Linked DNA regions of Mus musculus: all the other regions are linked to region 1. A link is a contact called in public Hi-C and promoter capture Hi-C data. All regions are on one chromosome and are shown on one strand. Each heading gives the region's core, a stretch centred on a gene start, on an enhancer-like site or on the middle of the called end of the contact. The rest is flanking DNA. Distances are from core to core; before and after follow the strand shown.

Evidence for each region. Hi-C and Micro-C count contacts between places; a contact is called where the count stands out from the background. Capture Hi-C pulls out chosen DNA fragments and counts their contacts.
Region 2: a promoter capture Hi-C map of liver shows a contact between it and region 1. The contact joins two enhancer-like sites. A contact is called at or near these places in 8 of 39 promoter capture datasets (the HPC-7 cell line, HPC-7-derived erythroid cells, cranial neural crest and 3 more), 1 of 15 datasets of contacts at CTCF or cohesin (CD8 T cells), 39 of 484 Hi-C or Micro-C datasets (the AML12 cell line, the C2C12 cell line, CD4 T cells and 27 more), 4 of 115 datasets of contacts at active chromatin or transcription factors (the HPC-7 cell line, double positive thymocytes, effector CD8 T cells and 1 more) and 4 of 9 other capture datasets (adipose tissue, embryonic stem cells, liver and 1 more).
Region 3: a contact with region 1 is called in a Hi-C map of liver, with 1.8 times the contacts expected there. The contact joins the promoter of Irf6 here to the enhancer-like site in region 1. A contact is called at or near these places in 4 of 39 promoter capture datasets (the 3T3-L1 cell line, liver, maxillary cranial neural crest and 1 more), 1 of 484 Hi-C or Micro-C datasets (liver), 1 of 115 datasets of contacts at active chromatin or transcription factors (embryonic stem cells) and 3 of 9 other capture datasets (adipose tissue, liver and pancreatic islet).

The regions. Positions count from the first base shown.
Region 1 is chr1:193,226,039-193,229,257 of GRCm38.p6, forward strand. All of the region lies in intron 4 of Hsd11b1 (hydroxysteroid 11-beta dehydrogenase 1), which reads right to left. Among named protein-coding and RNA genes, the nearest start is that of Hsd11b1, 15 kb to the right of the region's middle. Within about 2 kb of position 1,718, at least 40 of the 459 cell types and tissues checked have an H3K27ac peak or open chromatin away from gene starts, as enhancers often do. A contact at or near this core is called in adipose tissue, liver, muscle stem cells and 1 more, where this site is marked.
Region 2 is chr1:193,324,760-193,327,978 of GRCm38.p6, forward strand. Lamb3 (laminin, beta 3) reads left to right here. Exons shown (of 23, transcript NM_008484.2): 7 at 801-864; 8 at 1,130-1,314; 9 at 3,135-3,219. Among named protein-coding and RNA genes, the nearest start is that of Gm51741, 17 kb to the right of the region's middle. Within about 2 kb of position 1,487, at least 40 of the 459 cell types and tissues checked have an H3K27ac peak or open chromatin away from gene starts, as enhancers often do. A contact at or near this core is called in adipose tissue, liver, muscle stem cells and 1 more, where this site is marked.
Region 3 is chr1:193,151,611-193,154,829 of GRCm38.p6, forward strand. It overlaps Irf6 (interferon regulatory factor 6), which reads left to right and starts at 1,502. Exons shown (of 8, transcript NM_016851.2): 1 at 1,502-1,689.

The DNA of each region.
Region 1 (3,219 bases), core at 468-2,967:
TGTCCATCATCAGGCTTGTGACTCTTAGCTCTTCAGATTTGCTTCCCCGGGGCACTACATCAAATCAGTCACTACAAGCATGATGACATCGCAGTCCAGTCCAATGGTTCCCAACCTAATTGTTCCTAATGCTGCGGACCCCCACCATAAAGCTATTTCTTTGCTACTTCATAACTGTAATTTTTCTACTGTTATGAATTGTAATGTAAATGTCTTATATGCAGGATATCTGATAAGCAGCCTAGAATACACCGATAGGGAATTTCCCACCCACAACCCATACCAATATGATCGACATCACACAGACCTGCTCAGAGGCTTATCTCCCAGGTAATTTTAGATTCTATCAAGACAACTAACATTTACCATCACATGTAGTATAGGGTACCTTTAAATATATATAAAAAATTACAGAATTATTAAGCAAGGGTCAAGTCAGGGCAGCTGGAGCACAGGAAAAAAAAAAAAAACAAGGGAGGAGGGTGAGCAGTGTCATAGCCCCCGCCCTACCCTTTGGAGGTTAGAAACACCTGGGAAGCCAATATTATTATTTCCGCACTTAGATAAAAAGCCTCAATTCAGGTCAGCTTAATTACAGAGAGGAAACCCTTGATTTTCAGGGCTTCAGTATCCCCCCCCTCTGCCCCCAGAGATTCTTGATTTAGGAATTGCTGTTAATGATTGTGAGCCAGAGGCCCATAAAAGAAGAAAATCTGGGGCAGATCACAAAAGCAGGAAAAAGAAGACAACTTCCTGGCCCCTAGCACATTCCAACACAACCTTGGGCATTTAATTCAAGTCTGTTTCCTATTTGTAAATACTTTCCCACACGACATACCACATAAACCACACATGGTGGCATACATGCAATCCCAGCACTCTGGAAGTAAATCAGGAGGGCGGGGTTCAAAGTGCTCCTCAGCTACAGAGCAAGCACAAGACTTCCCTCGATCACACAGGGCCTCTTCAAAAGAAAATGAAAGAACCTGGATGTTTGAAGGAGTTTGTCCTTCTCAGCTTTCTGAAACGTTGTAAGATGTTCTAGATGCAAATGTGGAATAAACTTGTCTCATAAACTGATTAGCATTGTGTGGGAAAGTCTTTTGCTAAAGTTAAGCTGCACATCTTGGCATTTTAACTAGCAAAGTGAGAGCATGCTTAAGACAGGAAGCAGGAAGAAAAGGGTTGAATCATGTCAGAGTCACCAAGTCACATGCATGTTCTGGGAAGGACAGATTCCCACGGAACAGGGTTGGGTGGGCAGGAGAGGAAAGGGTCACCTTGTTCCCAATGACACCCTGTGGGAGCTACTTGTGCAACTGACAGTCAAACGCCTGGCAGGATCAGAACCTCATTAACAGAGGTAATTTGTAAAGAGATTGTCCTGATATGCTTGGAGCAGTTGTAACACCGAGGGGCTGAGAAGCCTGTAAGTATTAGGCTCAAGGTTAATTTCTAGTTAACACAGAAGCAGACACAGAAGCAAGACATATATGCAGCTGATTCTCATCCAGGAATGTTTAGACACAGATAGAGCTGCAGTGACTATATTTTCTAAAGCAAAATATGGGACAAGGAGTCTGACATGTCTGAATGTAAATGTGATCATAAATGGGACAGAATGTGCGATTAGAACTATTCCCAAAGCACTGCGTTCCAGCTACTGCAGAGTAGCCAGAACTGGCAAGCTGGCATACAGGCTGTGCACACGGGCTCGTTAGCTGAACACCAGAGGTCAAAGGGAGGCTTGGAGTGCAGGGTCTAGGATGAATCAGGGTTAGGGTTAGGGTTAGGGTTAGGGTTAGGGTTAGGGTTAGGGTTAGGGTTAGGGTTAGGGTTAGGGTTAGGGTTAGGGTTAGGGTTAGGGTTAGGGTTAGGGTTAGGGCTCAGGCCATGGAAACATAGTAGACTTCAAGCAGGAGCTTGCCCAACCGGTAATGCGGTTCCTTTGCCTGGGTCTCTCTACAAGTCTGAAGAAAAGCAGGACTGGAGCTTTTTAGTCTAGGTTGCTTTGTTCGTTTGGTTGGTTGGTTTTTTAGAGTATTCAGTTAAAGAAGTTGGAAATGTGCCTTTGAAATGGCAATCATTTGAAAATTCAGCAAGGAAGCTGATGGTGGAGAGGATAGAGCCAATCCCACCTGGAAACAAGTGGTGATCTGAGTGTTTACCACAGGGATCACCAAAGAGCCCAGAAGGCAAACCCCCAAAGAATTTACCCCCACATCTTCCACTCCACTGGGTTCCTAGGACAAATACTTTTTTCTTTTGAAATGATGTCAAACTTTTAGCAAAGTTGAAAGAGTGTGCACGTGAGAATTATTCCCCACCCCCAGTTACCTTTTAGACAGCGAGCGTCCCATATACTTCAGGCTGGCCTCATGCTATTATGTACTGGGGTGACCTCTTGAACTCTTGATCCCCCTTCCTCACTCCCAAGTGCTGGGATGGCAGGCGTGCACTACCACACATGGCTCCTTTGAGCCTTCTGGAAGTAATCCCCGTAACTGAGGTCAGGACTGACACCATGTCCTGTCACCTTGAATACTCCAGTGTCCATTTCTTCCACAGAGGGACATTATCTTGTTTGGTCACACTCTGAGCAGGACAAGAAAGCCATTCATTCAACTCTTAGGGATTCTGGAACAATTAGTAACAAGGTGGGTGGTTTAAGATAGCAGAGACTTATTCTCACAGTTGTGGACTGGAGATGTGTGAAACCAATGAGTAGGGAGAACCATGCTTTCTTCAAAAGTGCTAAGTGAGGATTTTTTTTTTCCTGGATGCCAGCATTGCTGATGGAACCCCTGCTCTAGTCTGTGACCGTATGTTCGTATGGCCTCTCTTCCTTCCATCTTTGGTCCAGTGTCTCTCATGGAGTACTTGTTGTTGGATTTAGTACTCCAAGGTGATTCCACCTCAAGAGCCTTCCTTCAATTAAACCTACAAAGATCCTTCTAAAAAAATTATGTCTATAGGATGTGGATGTCTTTCCAGGGGCCGCCATCCAACCCACTGAAGAAATGCTACTCTATTCTTGCTCTGCAATCCACAGACCACCATAAGGTCTAGATGCTTGTCTCTACCATATATTTTATAGCAGAGGCACCCCAAAGAACATGAGTTACCTTGCATGTTAGGACTTGTCAGTTCACTTCTACTTGAAATAATTCCCCAGTCTCTCATTGAAGTTCATTGACACTATTGGGAAGTATAGGGACT
Region 2 (3,219 bases), core at 237-2,736, 98 kb after region 1:
GGGTTAAAATGAAAACTTGGTGGGATATGCCAAGAAGTCACATGTGGTGAGCGGTTTGTAGAGTAAATGAAAGCATACTCAAAACTGTCAGTGACCAGGGTGGCCAACGCTATCCAGACACTAGAAAGTTACCACCTTCTATGCATGAAAATATCAGACAAAACCCATTGTTGTGTATACCAATGTAAAAAACTAACAGTAGGGCTGGCAAGATAGCTCGGTGAGTCATGTGCTTGCCATGCAAGCCTGGTGTTGTGAGTGTGATCACCAGAAGCCATGTAAAGCTAGAAAGAGAAAATCAACTCCACAGAGTTGTCCTCTGACCTCCATATACATGCCATGGTACACCATCATTTCATACACACACACACACACACACACACACACAACAATAACAACAACAACAACAACAACAACAAAACCCATTAACTTAAAACTACTAAAAAAAAAAAAGCATTGCACAAGCCCTCCTGTGTCATAGATGAGATAGCAGGAAATTCTTGGTAGACCTATATTTTCCAACACACACACATGCATGCACACATACATACACACATGCACATACACATACACACATGCACACCACACACACACACACACACACACACACACACACACCGTGTATGCTCTTTTAGGGTCCAGTGGCCATCTGTTCTACTAGCACAGTGGCAGGCCTCAGGGCCATGGTCTGCCTCAGGTTTGAGAAGGGTGTAAGGGGAATGAGGATGAATGAGAAGGAAGCTTCTGAGCTTCATGTACATGTCTCCACTGTAGTCCTGACCTTTCTTCTCTCTGATCAGGTCCAACTTAACCTTATGGATTTAGCATCAGCTATCCCTGCATCTCAAAGTAAAAAGATTCAAGGTTTGTTTGAGTCTTCCTCTTTTCTGTGGGACTGGTAGTGGGGGTAGGAAACAGGCGGGAAGCTGGGTCATCGAAATTCCCAGTTCCTTCCTACTTCCCCGATGTGGCTGGGAAACACTGCTTGCCTTGCTCACCCTCCAGGGAGATGCTGTGAGAAGGCTGAGGGTGGGGGTGTCTGTGGTATGATGGGAAGGTAGAAAAGGAGATTCCATTGGCCTTTAACTTCTTGTCTTTTTACCTCTCCTCTTGCTGGTGCCACTCTCAGAACTTGGGGACATCACAAACTTGAGAGTCAACTTCACCAAGCTGGCCCCTGTGCCCCAGAGGGGCTCCTATCCACCCAGCGCCTACTTTGCAGTGTCACAGCTACGTCTACAGGGGAGTTGCTTCTGTCACGGACATGCCGACCGCTGTGCCCCTAATCCTGGAGGTTCTACCACTGCTGTGCAGGTGACAACCCAGGGTGGGTAGGGTGGAGTGGAAGGAGTAGGACCAGAACAGACCCACAAAGCAGAACAGACACTCCATTTAAGTTGTGGCTATTGCTGGTGACATAGCTCAGTGGTAGCGCTCATACTCTGCCTAGTATGTGAAAGGCCAGAGAAGGGTAGGGAGATAGGTTGTGGGTTTGGGGCTGGGCACAGTGTGCATACCTGGCAAGCCCAGAACATTTAGAAGGTAGAAGCTGGAGGAACAGGAGTTCAAGGTCATTTTTAACTACAGAATGAGTTTATGTAATGGGTCTCACAGCATTACTATACCATGGAAATTACTGTGTACATAGGAAAATATTATCATGAATTATAAGGTATGACAGCCAAAATAACCTGTCTGGGCCTCTACTCTCAGTTATTCTGCTTTAATTACTGAGGTTGGAAGCTTCAGGTTGTTGTGCTTACTGTGGGCTTGAGAGCTGATGAGTTTATCCATCTGGCAGTAGGGTGTGGGGCCAGGTGAGGGGTCAATGCTTAGTCTGCACACAAAGTCCACCCGGACACCGGCCAGTACTGACGCAGTAGGGTAGAGAAGCTACAGTTTAGCAAGCTCTGCTAGTCCATGACCACACTGAACAGGAGGACCCTGAGAAGAGGAGAGAGCCACTACACTGAAGGAGAGCTGGGACCGACCTTTTGCTTGCAGTTCCCAGGGCATCAGTGTGTCAACCTAAGGGTTATGGCACAGCCTGGTGGCAGAAAGGCAGGGGGAAGTCACAGCAGGAGACGGAGGAGGGAGGTTGGTGGAGAGAGCTGTCCAGTCTCTGCTCTGTCCACTTCTGGGCCAATTCTTTCTGGAGGCTACAAAGGAGCCCAGAGGGAATTCCCCCAGGATCTCTCAGGGCTTAGGAGACAGATTAGGAGAGCCTGAGGCTGAGTAGGAGGAATGCAGGGGTGTGAGGAGGAACTCACAGGACCGCATCAATGCCTCAGCCTTGCCCCAGAGGTTCAAGGTTCAGGTGGAACTCGGCCAGGGCTCTGGTGTTTGTAAAACACTGTCTAGGTGACTATACATGCAGTCAACACTATAATTTATGGAGTTAAAGAGACCTAGGAGGGCCTAGGCAGGAGGGGTGAATATGATCCATTTGGCTAATGGATGTAGAAATTAATTATGGGCAGACAAAAAAAAAATCCATCAGAGTTGGCTAATGGGAAATGGCCAGTTTGCAGGAGTAGCGGCTAGAGATTCAGCTGTGGCAGAGAGGGGAGAGGAGCTAAGAGTGAACAGGTCCCTGAGTGCCAGGCTGTGGAGGTGGGGCTTAATTGGGGAGGCAATTAGCATACAATAGTGATTCTATTTTTATATCTTAATGAGTCTAGTAACAACTTACAATGCATGTTCCACCAGCCAAACAGCTTAGTCACAGATTGCCAGAATGAAGCTGCAGAGAGCCTGCCAGCCTCCAGAGTCCCACAGTTTATTAGTCCAATGTTGCCTATCTTCCACTGAGCCCTGACCTGTATGACACAGGTATCAAGAAGCATAAAAGAGCCTGTGAAACCCTTGCTTGTATGCAGGACACCACGCGTGCATTGACGTCTCACAGGCACACACTGAGTGTTCACATACAGATCCGGGCCATCACAGTGTTACAGGAACTGGGTGAAGGCTGAAGCATTTAGGTGTGAAGCATTTAGGTGTAGTGTCCTGGAAGGGCTTGTGTCTAGTCAAGGTCTTGAGGAAGAAGCATGCTGGTCTGCGGGGGAGTGAGCAGGTCCTGCCCTCAAACTTTCCTGTTTTTTCTTTCTGGTAATCACTGGCTCCTCTCCCAGGTCAACAATGTCTGTGTCTGCCAGCATAACACAGCTGGCCCCAATTGTGACCGCTGTGCCCCTTTCTACAACAACCGTCCATGGA
Region 3 (3,219 bases), core at 252-2,751, 75 kb before region 1:
CACCAATCTGCAATTTCTCCCTCATCATCTTATTTTACTGTTTTGAGACAGGGTCTCACTATGGATCCCAGGCTGGCCTCAAACTCACTGTCTTCTTTTTCCTTCCCATTGTGATAAAAATAACCAGAAAAAGAAACTTAAGGGAGAAAAGTTTTTCCTGACTGCATTCAAGAGTGCACAGCCTGTCAATCCTGGGGCTTCAATATTCAGGAGCTTCAAGTTTCCTTAGCTGGGAACAGAGATTCACACACGCTAAAGCTTGGCTTAGCTTCTCCACTTTTTGCTCAGTGAATGATTCTGCTTACAATTAAGATGGGCCTTCCCACATCAATTAGTTTAATCAAGACAATCCCTCGAAGACATTCTCAGAGGCTAACCTTAATCAATACAACCCCATCCCACCCCCACCCCCATTGTCCAGAGGGCTGTCCTCTGGCTGTCTAGATGACAACTAATACTAACTTCACTCTATACAGTATTAGGTTAGGAAGGCTTGGTCTTCCCACCTCAGTCTCCTGAGTGGTGGACGCCTTTCATTGCTGTTATTCTTAGGACAGTGGGGAGGTTCTCACCCAGGGCCTTGATATACTAGGGAAACACTCTAAAAAGGAGCTACACCCTCAGTCTTCCTCCTAAGTGCCTTGCCCATGTTCCATCTCCTTGTTTCAGCGGCGTTTGGTGGTGAAGGGTTTGCCTCACTGCCTGGACGCTGCTTTCATAGTTGATCAATGGATAGGGCAGGTGGGTGGCACTTGTCAGGCACACAGGACATGAACTCCAGGTGGCAGAAAAGACTCTTACTCTGCAAGGTATTGTGGGATATTCTACCCTCACTTCAATAATAACCAAACGTGCTATGTACTTTATAGACACATATTGAATGCCCACATAATCTACCAGGCAGGCGATTTAGAAATCCCACTCTACAGAAAAGAAACGGAAGCTCAGGTTGCTGAGAAAACTTTCTTAGGTCTCTAGTGTCCGATAAAGACAGGGGCGAGGTGGGGTGGGGGTTTGAACGCCACAACTGGCTCCAGGGTCTGTGCTTTCAACTAGCACTTCATGGAGAATGGAAAAAGTGAAAATTGCGGTCGCCTTTGAATAGATAGAACTTAAGGTAGAACACGGGGTCCACGGGCAGTCCTGGAAGGTGCATTGACAAGTCCTGGAGTAGCTTCTCAAAGCCAAGTCCACCTACGCAGGTCCTCGTGCTAGTTCTGGGGCCCAGTCTCAGAACCCTCACTTGTGCAGGGTCACTACGGGAGGGGCGACGCTCTTCTATTTCGACGTGAACTCCTAGAACCCTCCCCCCCAAAGTCCCCAGGACGATCGGACACCCGCAGGGTGAGGCCCACACAGGGACCGCTCCCTCGGTGGCAGGGGCGTAGGGTGACGAAGAGGCAGGGCGGGGCCGGCGGCCCAGGAACGCAGAGGATCAGATTTCTCGCAATGCACCAATCCTGAACTCCGGGGGATGTGGCCACACCTGGAGGGCGTGACCAGACCGTGCAGGGGCTGTGGCATCCAGGGCTAGGCTCTGAGCACTGGGCACCGAGGTGGGCAGGTGCGGGCCTGTGCCGGCCGCAGAGGAGCCCGCGGTTCCCAGCCGCACCTAGCCGTCGGGGGAGCTCCTGTGCTGCGGCGGTGTGAACTCTTGTGCACCTGCTCCTGAGCACGGACTGAGGCCAGGTGGGGACGCCGGCGTTGGCAAGCCACCTGAGGGAGGACAGACACCTGACGGGTGGAGCCGGGCCCATTGGAGTTGATGTGGGCGGGGGAGCCGGCTTGGGTTCCGTGTCCCGCACCAGTCTGGGTGCTGGGCGCTGGGCACCCTTCTTCAAGTAGTTTTGGGACGGCACCGGGCCCCTTCTGATCCCCTCCCGCAGAAAGAGCTTGTTTCTGCTCCGCCTGCTCCACCATCGGATGGAAGGAAGGAATCCCTTCCACCCTAGCCTCTCCGGTTTTAACTAGCTTACTCTGAGGCTGGCTCCTCTGTCCCAGCGGGGACTTCCCAGGCCCCGAGGCCCTGGGTTCTAGTGGCTGTTTAGGGAAAATCGGGATGAGGATGACCTAGGGTTTGGTCGGATTTGTTTTCCTTTTTCCGAGTGTCTTAACACAGTCAAGGCCGCTCACACTGGGCCTGGGAGATGTCTGTGGAGTTCCAGGTAGCCAAGCTAGGTGCTGGGGAGGGTGGCGCCAGGCGTGGCAGCTCTGCCGGGTGAGGCCCTCCTGGCCTGAAGGGGCTGGAGGCGGTGCGCGGAGAGCAGAAAGCCTCCCATACCTGCCTGGAAGGGAGGCCTGGGCTGCCGTGCTTCGCTCGGTGATAAAGTGGTAACCAGCCTTCCCTGTTTTCTTGGTGGGTATCAAGATGGAAGCTAGGGAAGGGAGAGGGCGAAGGTGCTTGGGCAGGGATTGGTGAAGTTGCTAGTTAGATCTGTGTGTCACACATGACAGCACAGTGGCCTACAGCTTGGCCTTGTCATCCACCAACTCCAAACCCACAGGGAGGAGGTGTGTGAGGATGTGAGCAGTAGAATAGCATTTACTCCGAGGCAAGGTGAAAATTCATGGAGCTGGCATTTCAGTTCCATTCAGGAAGAATGGGAAACTAGGGCAGTCCCAACAGCTGCCTTTGAGACCTGGCCCAAACCACCAGAGCCTTCTAGCTTGAGGTCTAGGATCCACTCCTGGAACAGACAATGAGGACAGTTCGTGCCCCAGGAGCCTGAAAGTGCCCCTGCCCTCTGCTCACAGTGAGGAGGTGGGTGGTGGTCTTATCACTGGATGGTTCCTATCTGTCAGAGAAAACAGACCTTTCATTTTCATGTGGTGGCAGCTGGAGATGGCAGGGCACAGTTTCAGTGGCCTGAAGGTTTAGAGAGGTCTGATTTAGATGTCTTTAATCGCTTCCTCTCAATTTGGTGGCTCCTCCTGGGGTCCTTGTTGGTTTATGTGTAGAATGGGGGAGGCTCAGAGTGCAGGGCACAAAGGCAGGGTTTGGTGCATCCCAGAGGTAAGGTAGAGGCCACTTAACCTTATCCCTGTGCCTCAGTTAACTCAGCTGTCAAATGGGGCTGACACCACATCTTGGATCCTGAGGGTGGGATAACACAGGTTACACTATACAGCCTGTGTTGATGTGGAGGATGGCGCTGCTATTCATCCTGAGAAGTGTCACTGTCTTGTGGTATAGAAAAATGCTGCTGCAGTTTTAAATAA